2 separate regions of the Siniperca chuatsi genome follow, and region 1 is linked to region 2. The links are chromatin contacts, called in public Hi-C maps. All regions are on one chromosome and are shown on one strand. The core of a region is the stretch at or near the end of the contact, and the rest is flanking DNA. Distances in the headings are between cores, read along the strand shown.

Evidence for each region. Hi-C and Micro-C count contacts between places; a contact is called where the count stands out from the background.
Region 1: a contact with region 2 is called in a Hi-C map of an unstated tissue, with 5 times the contacts expected there. The contact joins the promoter of LOC122881127 here to the enhancer-like site in region 2. A contact is called at or near these places in 2 of 3 Hi-C or Micro-C datasets (skeletal muscle and an unstated tissue).

What each region holds. Positions count from the first base shown.
Region 1 is chrLG1:25,352,767-25,357,565 of ASM2008510v1, reverse strand. LOC122881127 (SH2 domain-containing adapter protein F-like) reads left to right here and starts at 1,663. Exons shown (of 8, transcript XM_044207035.1): 1 at 1,663-2,581. The coding sequence starts at 2,150.
Region 2 is chrLG1:25,268,775-25,273,283 of ASM2008510v1, reverse strand. LOC122881127 (SH2 domain-containing adapter protein F-like) reads left to right here. Exons shown (of 8, transcript XM_044207035.1): 6 at 2,923-3,094; 7 at 3,287-3,406. Among protein-coding and RNA genes, the nearest start is that of LOC122881368, 21 kb to the right of the region's middle. Within about 2 kb of position 2,538, the one cell type or tissue checked has an H3K27ac peak away from gene starts, as active enhancers do.

The DNA of each region.
Region 1 (4,799 bases), core at 414-2,913, 85 kb before region 2:
ACCAGAGTGGAAATCTACAACTTTGGGTTTTGTTGAAACACTGTTGATGTACCTGACAATCCTGTTTCAAACCAGCACTCACCACCTGCCATTGCTCAATGTTTTCTTATGTTTCTTTAATCTTGTGAGAGAGGTATTGACAATTTGTGCTAATACACTACCAGCTCCTCTCATATCATTTTTAAGTGTGATAACTTTAGCCGAATCCTATACATTTCTACATGAATTCCTCCTGGCAAGCAATCTGCCTGTGTAGGCTACTTGAGACTATTTGTATCCTATGAGGTGCTGGATTACAGGATTTGCATTTTAAAGGATGTCAGTGATGGCAGCTGGAGGAAATTGGCGAATGCAATTGTAGCAATGCAATAAAAGATCTGTGATGTTAGTCAAGCTGTGTAACCTGAATGACACACCTGCCCACCACAGATCCTCTAATACCTACAACATGAGATAGGCTATTACCCTGCAGCACCGGTAATATTTATATCACATCCTGTGTATGTGTAAATGCAGCACTGAGGGTACACCTAGAAAGTATGTATATTACAGTCCTAAAATATACCATGTAATGTGTGAGCTGGAACAGGCCTTTCTCTTTTTGTTCTGAGAGATTGTTTTTCCCAGAATTGGCAACACAAACTGGACCGTCTGAACCCATTTTGCTTGTTTTTTTCTTTTAAAGCTTTTATGTATGAAGCACTAGTTAAACAGATTAATGTCCTGGCTGTGGGGTGAAATTATTCCTATAAAGTGCAGGGAAATTGCACAGGTCAAATTTCCCTCTGCCAAAGTGCAGTGATGGCAGGATTTCAGGACAGCAATAATAGATTTTGTTTTGATCTCTAGAGCATGGAGTTGTCTCTCCCAGGGGCCTGCCAGGGTTAAACTCTGATCTGTACACTGTGACTTGCTCAAGGCTGTGTGTGTGGTGTTATTAAAAAGAAATATTGCTTCATAAAAACCTGCTGCGCTGCAACCATGACTCCTGTTAATGCAGACTGTTGCTGGAGTATATCTCTGGGAGGAGAAATGGGATTTTTTTCATCTGTCCTCTGATTGCAGAGGCAATTAGTGTTTAGCATGTGAACCTCTGACCCTCTGCCTCAAAGAGATTGAAAGACGCCTTAGAGAGAAATGTTTGCTTGTATTGCTGCTTTGAACAATTCACCTCCTCCACTCATGGATTGGTGTAATGGAGTTAGCTAGAACAGTGCCCAGTGTTAATATAGACTCCAGCATCCCTCTCCACTGGTCATTTGCAATGCAATTTGCAATTAAAACAGTCTGCAGTGGCCATCTGGACATGAGTGTACAGAGCAAAGGACACTTTACCCTTGAGTCCTATTGGTGGAAAAAATGTTGAACTGAAGGGCTTTTAAGCAAACAGTTAAGACTAAATTCCTGGAAATATAATGTAAAATTTACTCTGGAGAGGAATGGGAAATACATTTACACAACTTTTTTTTTTAAATTAATCCAATCAATCATTTTACTGGTATTTTAAATGCAACATAACAATGCAATGCTCTATAGCTGAGGATATAAATTATTCTGTGGTACAGTTTCACAAAGTGGAGTTAGAGACCAACAACTGGGTCTATGAAACTTGCAAAATGACAGGATGTTAGAACAAAACTTGTAATCATTTTATTCGTCCACTACTGGCAGCCCGGATATATTGCATAATTCTGCATATTACACCAAAAGTCCTCATCCGGGTATCCCTGGGGCACATCAGATGGGGGCTATGTGCTTGTGGTTTTTAAAACTAAGCGGAGTTTCAGAAGTCCGGTAGGTGGCAGTGAATGTTCTCAGGTAGGGAGGGCAGGTTGCGGGGGGCGTGTGTTCCTCTCGCACAAGCGCTCCCATGTTGCGTAGTCTGGAAACCTGACGTGGAGAGCAGCCGAGCGGTGAGTGACAGAGTTGCGGCAGGGCAGATCAGAAAGTGCCTGTGGCCGCGCTCCCCCTGCTCGCGCACTCATCTCCGGAGACACGGAGTCGCACGAGACTGGCGACACGCTCCGACACCGGTCGGCTGGCCGCGGGTGACCCGAGGATCCCACTTTGACGAACAGACTCGGGCTCCGCTGGCAGGAAAGGTGGAACTAAACTACATTCATTGACTTGAGAGCGATGCACTGGCAGCATGGCCAAGTGGTTCAAGGAGCACCTAGGATTCAAAACTACCAAAGCACCCCCTCCGGCGCCTCCGAAACCGGACTACAGACACTGTCACACCGGTGTGCCCGGTGCGCCTGGCTACCAACAAACAAGCTCCGGGGCCACCTTCCCCAGCCCCGCTCAGCCGGACATCCTCGCTGCTTACAAACTACAAAAGGAGCTGGACTTCGAGGACCCGTACACTCCAGGTGGAAATATTTCCTTTGGTCCGAGCTTGAACACTGTGGGGTCGCCGGATATCAAGTATGTGTCACCAAAACACCGACTCATCAAGGTGGAAACAATCGAAAAGAGCAGCCCAGCTCCTGGCGGCGGTGTCACAGTCACCCAAGCTGTTGCTGTAGGGAGTGTTAAATCTCCCACTTCACCTCCCTCGGACCACGACAACAAGGAGAAGGTGGGTGAAGTTTAGTAAAAACATTAGTAGCTACATGGCAACAACTGGAGTGCTTCTTTACTTGCCTATAGGCTGAACGTTCCTAATTACCACCCTGAAGTAACAACAAATTAATGAAGCTTACTAAACATTTTAGCCTGTCTTTGAACCTAGTTTCCCCCAAAATTAAATAACAGAATTACAGTGCTTTCACGTAAAACTGGTGCATATCTTTTTATGTAAAACGGTCTTTTTATGAAGCACTTGACCTCATGTAAGGAATGAATCGTTACAACCGGCAGAACTTGTTATCACAACCGCGCAACGGCTGTCCACATGAGTTGCGACATCCACCTCTGTCTGATAACTAACCTGCACTACAGGGAGTGCTGTGGAGGGAACAGTCTATGCGCTGTGTTGACACACAGCTTAATATCGGAGCAGATGTGCCTTTTTAATACTGCAAATGGTGATCTCTTGCTTACTTTGTGACAGTGAACTTGCTGTAAAGTGCTGGCAAACTCTGCTCTGCTGGGTGAAACGTGCAACAATGTGATCTAGACTTATTCACAGTGCCTCTAATTGAACTTTAATCTAATCTTGTTTAACTAGACAGATCAATTTTCTGAATGTTCTTTTTGCAGTGATGCCTGTTGCCTTGGGGGGGATTACTTAGGATGGGTTTATGGATATATGGCTCTAATTTGAGCCTCTCTTGGCACAGTCCTCTGAATATAACAACACAAGCCTCATGCCTTTTGTTGTTGATTTTTTAGCTTTTGAGGTTGTGGCGAATGCTGGGTGCTGGTCGCACACTCATCAGCACAAAGTGAATGTGGAGACAGGCAGAATGCATGCAGGCTGTGCTTTGGAGCACACTGTCATGTCAGGCTTCTCAGGAATCCATACACACCGGGTTCATTTGGAGAAACCGGAGATGTTCGGTGTCAGTAAGGACATACCGTATGAGGAGTGTGATCCCGCTGAGGAATGTTTCAGTGTCTGCATAGCTCATGTACAGAGGAGACAGCCCTGTGAAAATACACACTGTGCACCACTGTTTCCTCCTCGGATCACGTCTCAGTCACAACTGTGTTCCGAGATTTCTGTGGTCGTCTTGATTTCACCTTCATGTTGCTTCCTTCCCCCTCTTGCGTTTGCTTTCACACCTGTCTCGTGACGTGTGGCGAGTTCACAGTTGGTTTTAGTTCAACACTTTTATTTGTATTCCACAGTGTCTGCAACCTGTCACAGAAGCCTTGCGTGAAGGAAGGACTGCGCAACTGTTACTGTCATCTATATTTTCCATATGCCTTCAACACAAAGATCGGGAACTGTGGGAAGCACATCAAACTATCTTCTGTGCCAGTGTTTGTTTTCCCAAGCTGTCAGCCACTGTTTTTCAGCATCCCTCATGAACTTGGTATGCAGGTTTTATAATCATACAGCTATGTGTTATCAGTAAAACAAGCAGGAAACCAGAATTTACATTTCTCACCCAGCCACAGCTGTTCAAGCTGATTAAACAGATTATAGTTGTCTCATGTTAATTGAGGTTTATATGGATCTCCCCCAGTCAGGAACACAGTTGCATCTGCCCCTCTGCTTTCCCTCTTCATGTGCACATATGGCTTTAACAGACGATTAGCAGATGATTGTATAGTATGGTTTAAATACCTCACACCTACCAGTATGAATGATGTTATGGACGAGCTAAATCAGCACTGACAGCTGGTGGGCTTAAGAAATATGACAAGAGAAGGGTTTAAAGGTGTCTTGTCAGGTGTAGTAGTGGAGAGGGAAGTGATGGAGAATAGATAATATTGGTGGGTTTTGTTTGTACCTGTCGTCCAGATTGTCCCTCATCTTCACTCTGTCCACGGTGGTGTCAGTACACTTTCAGCAAACTGGAGATATCTGGGACTGCTGTGCCACTTTTAGAGTTTGTTGTCATCTGTCTTAGAGTAGAGTATTAAAAAAGCTTCCACGGCCTTGTCCGTGCTGTATAATTCATCATAATAATCAGTAAGCCGTAATTTGGTTTTGTAGAAGTTTGTCGGTTTTACACTTATTACACTGTGCTGAGTTGAGTGCTTTCACTGCATGGCTTACTGTCACCTCACCTGACACCCTCAGGAGGAAAGGGAAGCTTGCAGCAGGAATACCTTCATAAAACCATGTCGCCTTGCAGTCTTTCTTACATTTTTTTTTTCAATGTTGAGTTTTTCTCAATTGTTAT
Region 2 (4,509 bases), core at 1,289-3,788:
GCTCCACTGAGAATAGCCACTCAACCCTTTCTAGGAGGTGGAGGGAAAAACGGGTTTAATCAAGGTCAAATAAAACACTGATTGCGTTGAATCTGGGGAAGAGTAGGAATTAGTGTGGGCGCTGGGAGAATGAAGAAAATGTGAAGAGCTGAGGTCAGGCGGATGGCTGAGTGGGCTGTAGATACAGGGAGATGGACTGTGTGGAAAAACCAAGATAGCAACATTCATCCGTATGCCAGACTAGCAGATACCTTTTATAGCCTCATATGTTTAGATCACTGGTGGACTGAAAAAAAATCATATAATGTTCAAAGTACATTTTACATATCCAGTTTGTATATGGACACATAATGTAAGTAGTTTTAACAATTTTGATGCAGGATCAGACATAATCAGTGACTGATAGCCCTGCATTAGGACCATCAGAAACAGTGGAGATAGCAGATCAAAGCTTTTACTGCTCTGTCTCTCCTTTTTTCTCCCACTGGACGAGCAGACATTCCTCCACAGTCCATTTTCCGCTATCTTTTTCTGTCCTTGACAAATAAAAACACAGAGAAAAAAACAGAGGGAATTAGAGAGACAGGACTGGCGTGTTTGAGATGGAAAGATCAAAAGAAAAGGTCAGGGGGAGAAAAACGAGGAAGGGCCGGACATATGCAAACAGGAAAGGAGAAATTGAAAGCAAAGGAGGGAGAGAGAGCAATTGGCTGCGTCTTCATGTTGTGATCTGTCAGCCTTGACCAGGATGAGTGGAGCAAACATGCATCTCCCTTGTCCCCTTGGTCAGTTTCCATGGAAACGCTATTTCTCACCCTTACACATATACTGTATGTTCATCCTACTTAGTGTATTCCCATGCTGACTGCATGTGGTTCAAATGGACTGTATGAAAAAGTAGAGAACTAATAATGTCTTTCATGTGGACTTGTATGCAACACAGGGGCATCATTTGACTGCCTGTAGTCAAAGCATCAGACCCTGAAGAAGTGAAGCTACAGCTCACAGTCTTCTACGGGTCTGAGGTTAGAGCCACAATTTACCCAGCCGTCATGCAACAGTACAATTTGGCTGTCATTTTAAGACTCAGCGATAGCCCTATAACAAACAAAAGTGCAGAGGCCAAGATAACAACGGTAGTTGTCATTTGGAATAAACATTTCCATGAGTTTATGTTTAGGGAAACGCATCAGTGAGCTCAAGGCCAGCCAGTTCAACCTGGAGTTGAGTGGAGGTGAAGGGGAGCCCCTGGTGGTCAGAGCTGAAACAGCAGCACTGTGTCTCAATTTCCTGCCGTTGGATCATGTTCCATCACAGGCAGTGGTGGAAGAAGTACTCAGATCCTTTACTTTAGTAAAAGTACTGCTACAAGAGTTGACTCCATTTCAAGCATCTCCTTTTACATCCAAAATGTACATAAGAATACAGAAGTATCAGCAAAATGAAAGGTATCCAAAGTAAACGTATTTGGGCCCTGTGGCTGATACATTGTCATATATGACATTATTAATACTGGCCCATCAATGTGTAAGCAGCATTTTACTGTTGTAGCTGATTGATATTGAGCTAGTATTGTCACATTTAAAGTATCTACGGAAGATGCTATGTTTTCCCATTTAGCCCCACTTAGAGGTGTCCACAAGCTCAACGAAATTTGTTGACACGGTGTTGTCTCGTGTAGCCTAAATTGATTGATTGATACTGTCAACCCTTCCACTCAGCTTGGTACAGGAACACTTGGCAAACTCACAATCTGTAAAGTGTAATGCAACCCTCTGACTGGAATGCAGAGTCTAGACAGATGTAGACCCATCTCCATTGACATGTTGGTGAAGATGATAGTGCCTATCTGTCTGTACAGTGCCTGCCATGTTCAGGTAATTCAATTCTAGATGCAAGACTGGCCAAGGCACCAACAATCTCCAGCTAAAGCTTGTCATATAGCTGTTGCCATTATTGCTTGAGAAGTGTGTCAGTGGCTCTAAATAGGTCTTTCCAAAGCCAAGGGTGCTGTGACATCAGTTACTGTATAGTGATGGATGATGGAGGAAAAATGGCTAAAACACACATGTACACACACCCACACAGAGTTGTCCACACCGCTACTCCAACCCCCACCATCCAGTGTTTCATTCTTTTGGCTTCCATAACACTCTGACAGAAGAGAGAATTCACTTTCATTTGTCCTTGTGGGCATTATCTTCTCTCCTCATGTTAGCTTTTGCAAATAACGGCAAATGTTTTTCTGTGTGCTGATTGGCTGTGAATTCGCCCAGTCATGTCATGAGCGCAGGTCACCTCCAGCTCCCACACAGGATCAAACACTTCCCTGTGAGTTTGCCAAGACAGCTTATCATGTCCACAGTTGACCGTGAGAGTTTTGAAAAGGCAGTTTAATTTTTAACTTGCAGTACTTTGCGTGGGATTTGTGTGCGTGTACGAGTGTGCATATTTGTGCATATGACTTTTCCAAGTGTGCTTGATTGAGTGGTTTGGCGGAAGTTTGTATGTGTGTGTATTTTCTCTCACTGGAATGTGTACACAGTGTGGAAGGATTGATTTATGCCTCCGCCACTGTGTGTACATGTCCTTCAGTTGGATGATGGTGTGTGTGTGTGTGTGTGTGTGTGTGTGTGTGTGTGTGTGTGTAAAAGCACAACCTGGATTTCTGTTCTCACACACACCTCATTGCTCTGTTCTAGTTTAGTAGATACATTTAACACCAATTTACGCCATAACCTTTTCAAATGTCTACTTCCTATTAAGCACAGTAGCTTATCTTAACCTGAAGTCTAGCTGAAGTATACATACAGGACTATGTTGTATTATTATCAGAGCTGTGAATGGTCTTACTGTTTTAAAATATCCACCATATTCTTCCAGAATAAAATGTTTCAGCTGTTACATTTTCCTTTATTACAGTCCAGTTTGATGGTGTGGAGAAGTCTCGAATGTCGCCTACCAAGGAGGGGAAAACCCGACCGCTGCAGCGACACTCCAGTGGCTGTCTGGTCAACACCAAAATGACCTCTCTGGACCACTGCAGCTCTCTCGGGGAGCGTATTGACCCAACCACACCTCTGGAGAGCCAGTTGTGAGTCGGATCTTGGTGTCACTTTATTATGACTGCATTTTATTTCAAATACACCACTTTGGCCCTTTTGTTCATTTTGTGTTCATGAGCTCAAGTTCATGTTTTTTCACTTCCTTTGTTCTATTTTCTGCTTATTCTTACCATTCCTTTGTTCTTCTTCTTTCTCATCCCTATTCCTCTTGTTCACTGTAGCTGGTACCATGGAGCAATCAGCCGAACAGATGCAGAGTCTCTGCTCAGGCTGTGTAAGGAGGCCAGCTACCTGGTGAGAAACAGCGAGACCAGCAAGAACGACTACTCCCTCTCCCTTAAGTAAGGACAACACTCTCTTTCCCTAAATAACAAGCCACAAACAGTATGATCAGATACACAAGTGCACATGACACCTGGGTGAAAGAGTAATTGAAAATGCTCCATACGATTTAGCCTGCTAAAGTATCAGAGAGTTAAGAAAATTAAGTGTCTGTAAAACACAGCCAAGTATATTTTTCTGTGATTTGTACACAGTGCCAAGGATTATTTTCAACAGTCATTCCTACTGTCTGTGCACACACACACACACACACACACACACACACACACACCAGAGACATGTAGAGCCAAAGAAGTGTAGAAGGTACACATGCTTACAGGTGGAGTACACATAGTGGACAAATCTAACACTTTGCTTATGAAGGTCCTTTTATACCTGTTCCCCAATAGTCTGCTGACTCTGCCTTTTCAATATGGTAATCATTTTCACCTTTCAAACCTCCATCTCCCACCTACATCCTGCCCATCCCTTGTCCTCCACCTCCCCCTGGTATCCCCTCTGACACTGACGGCTCTTTGATTTGCTGATGTGTCCGCAACTCAGTTAATGGTGCCCTTCATCAAAGGAACCACTCTGATTGGTTTAGTCTAGTCTGACATTTGGTGGAAGTTACTTTAGCTTGAAGGCCCGCAGTGTAGTCACATCCCATTCTTTTGACATGAACATGCACCTTTGGTGGGTTTGGTTTAATGATTTTCACGACCATGCGTAAGCACCTGGTGCCATAGCAACAGTGTCAACTATAAGCATAATTTTGTAACTTGCCTATGTCAACTTTGGGGAAATTAGCTTGAGCCATCAGCTTTGAAATATTAGTATCTTTGTTGACAAATGGTCGTTTCACATATCATTTATATACAGTCCATTTTACATATCAAGGCAGGCTCAGTCATATGACATTTAGAGAAATCTCCACAACTCCAATGACGACCAGACGAGATGAAACTATAATATGCTAAGAGACATTGATTGGCCTGTGATTACAGCAGAGCTCATCTTGCTGCAGGCTTATATATCTTGGCAGGGAAACATAATGCTTTCCACTGCTCCAATTCTCTTCATGCTACTGTAGCTGACTGCCTGTCTAACTTTCCGTCTCAGT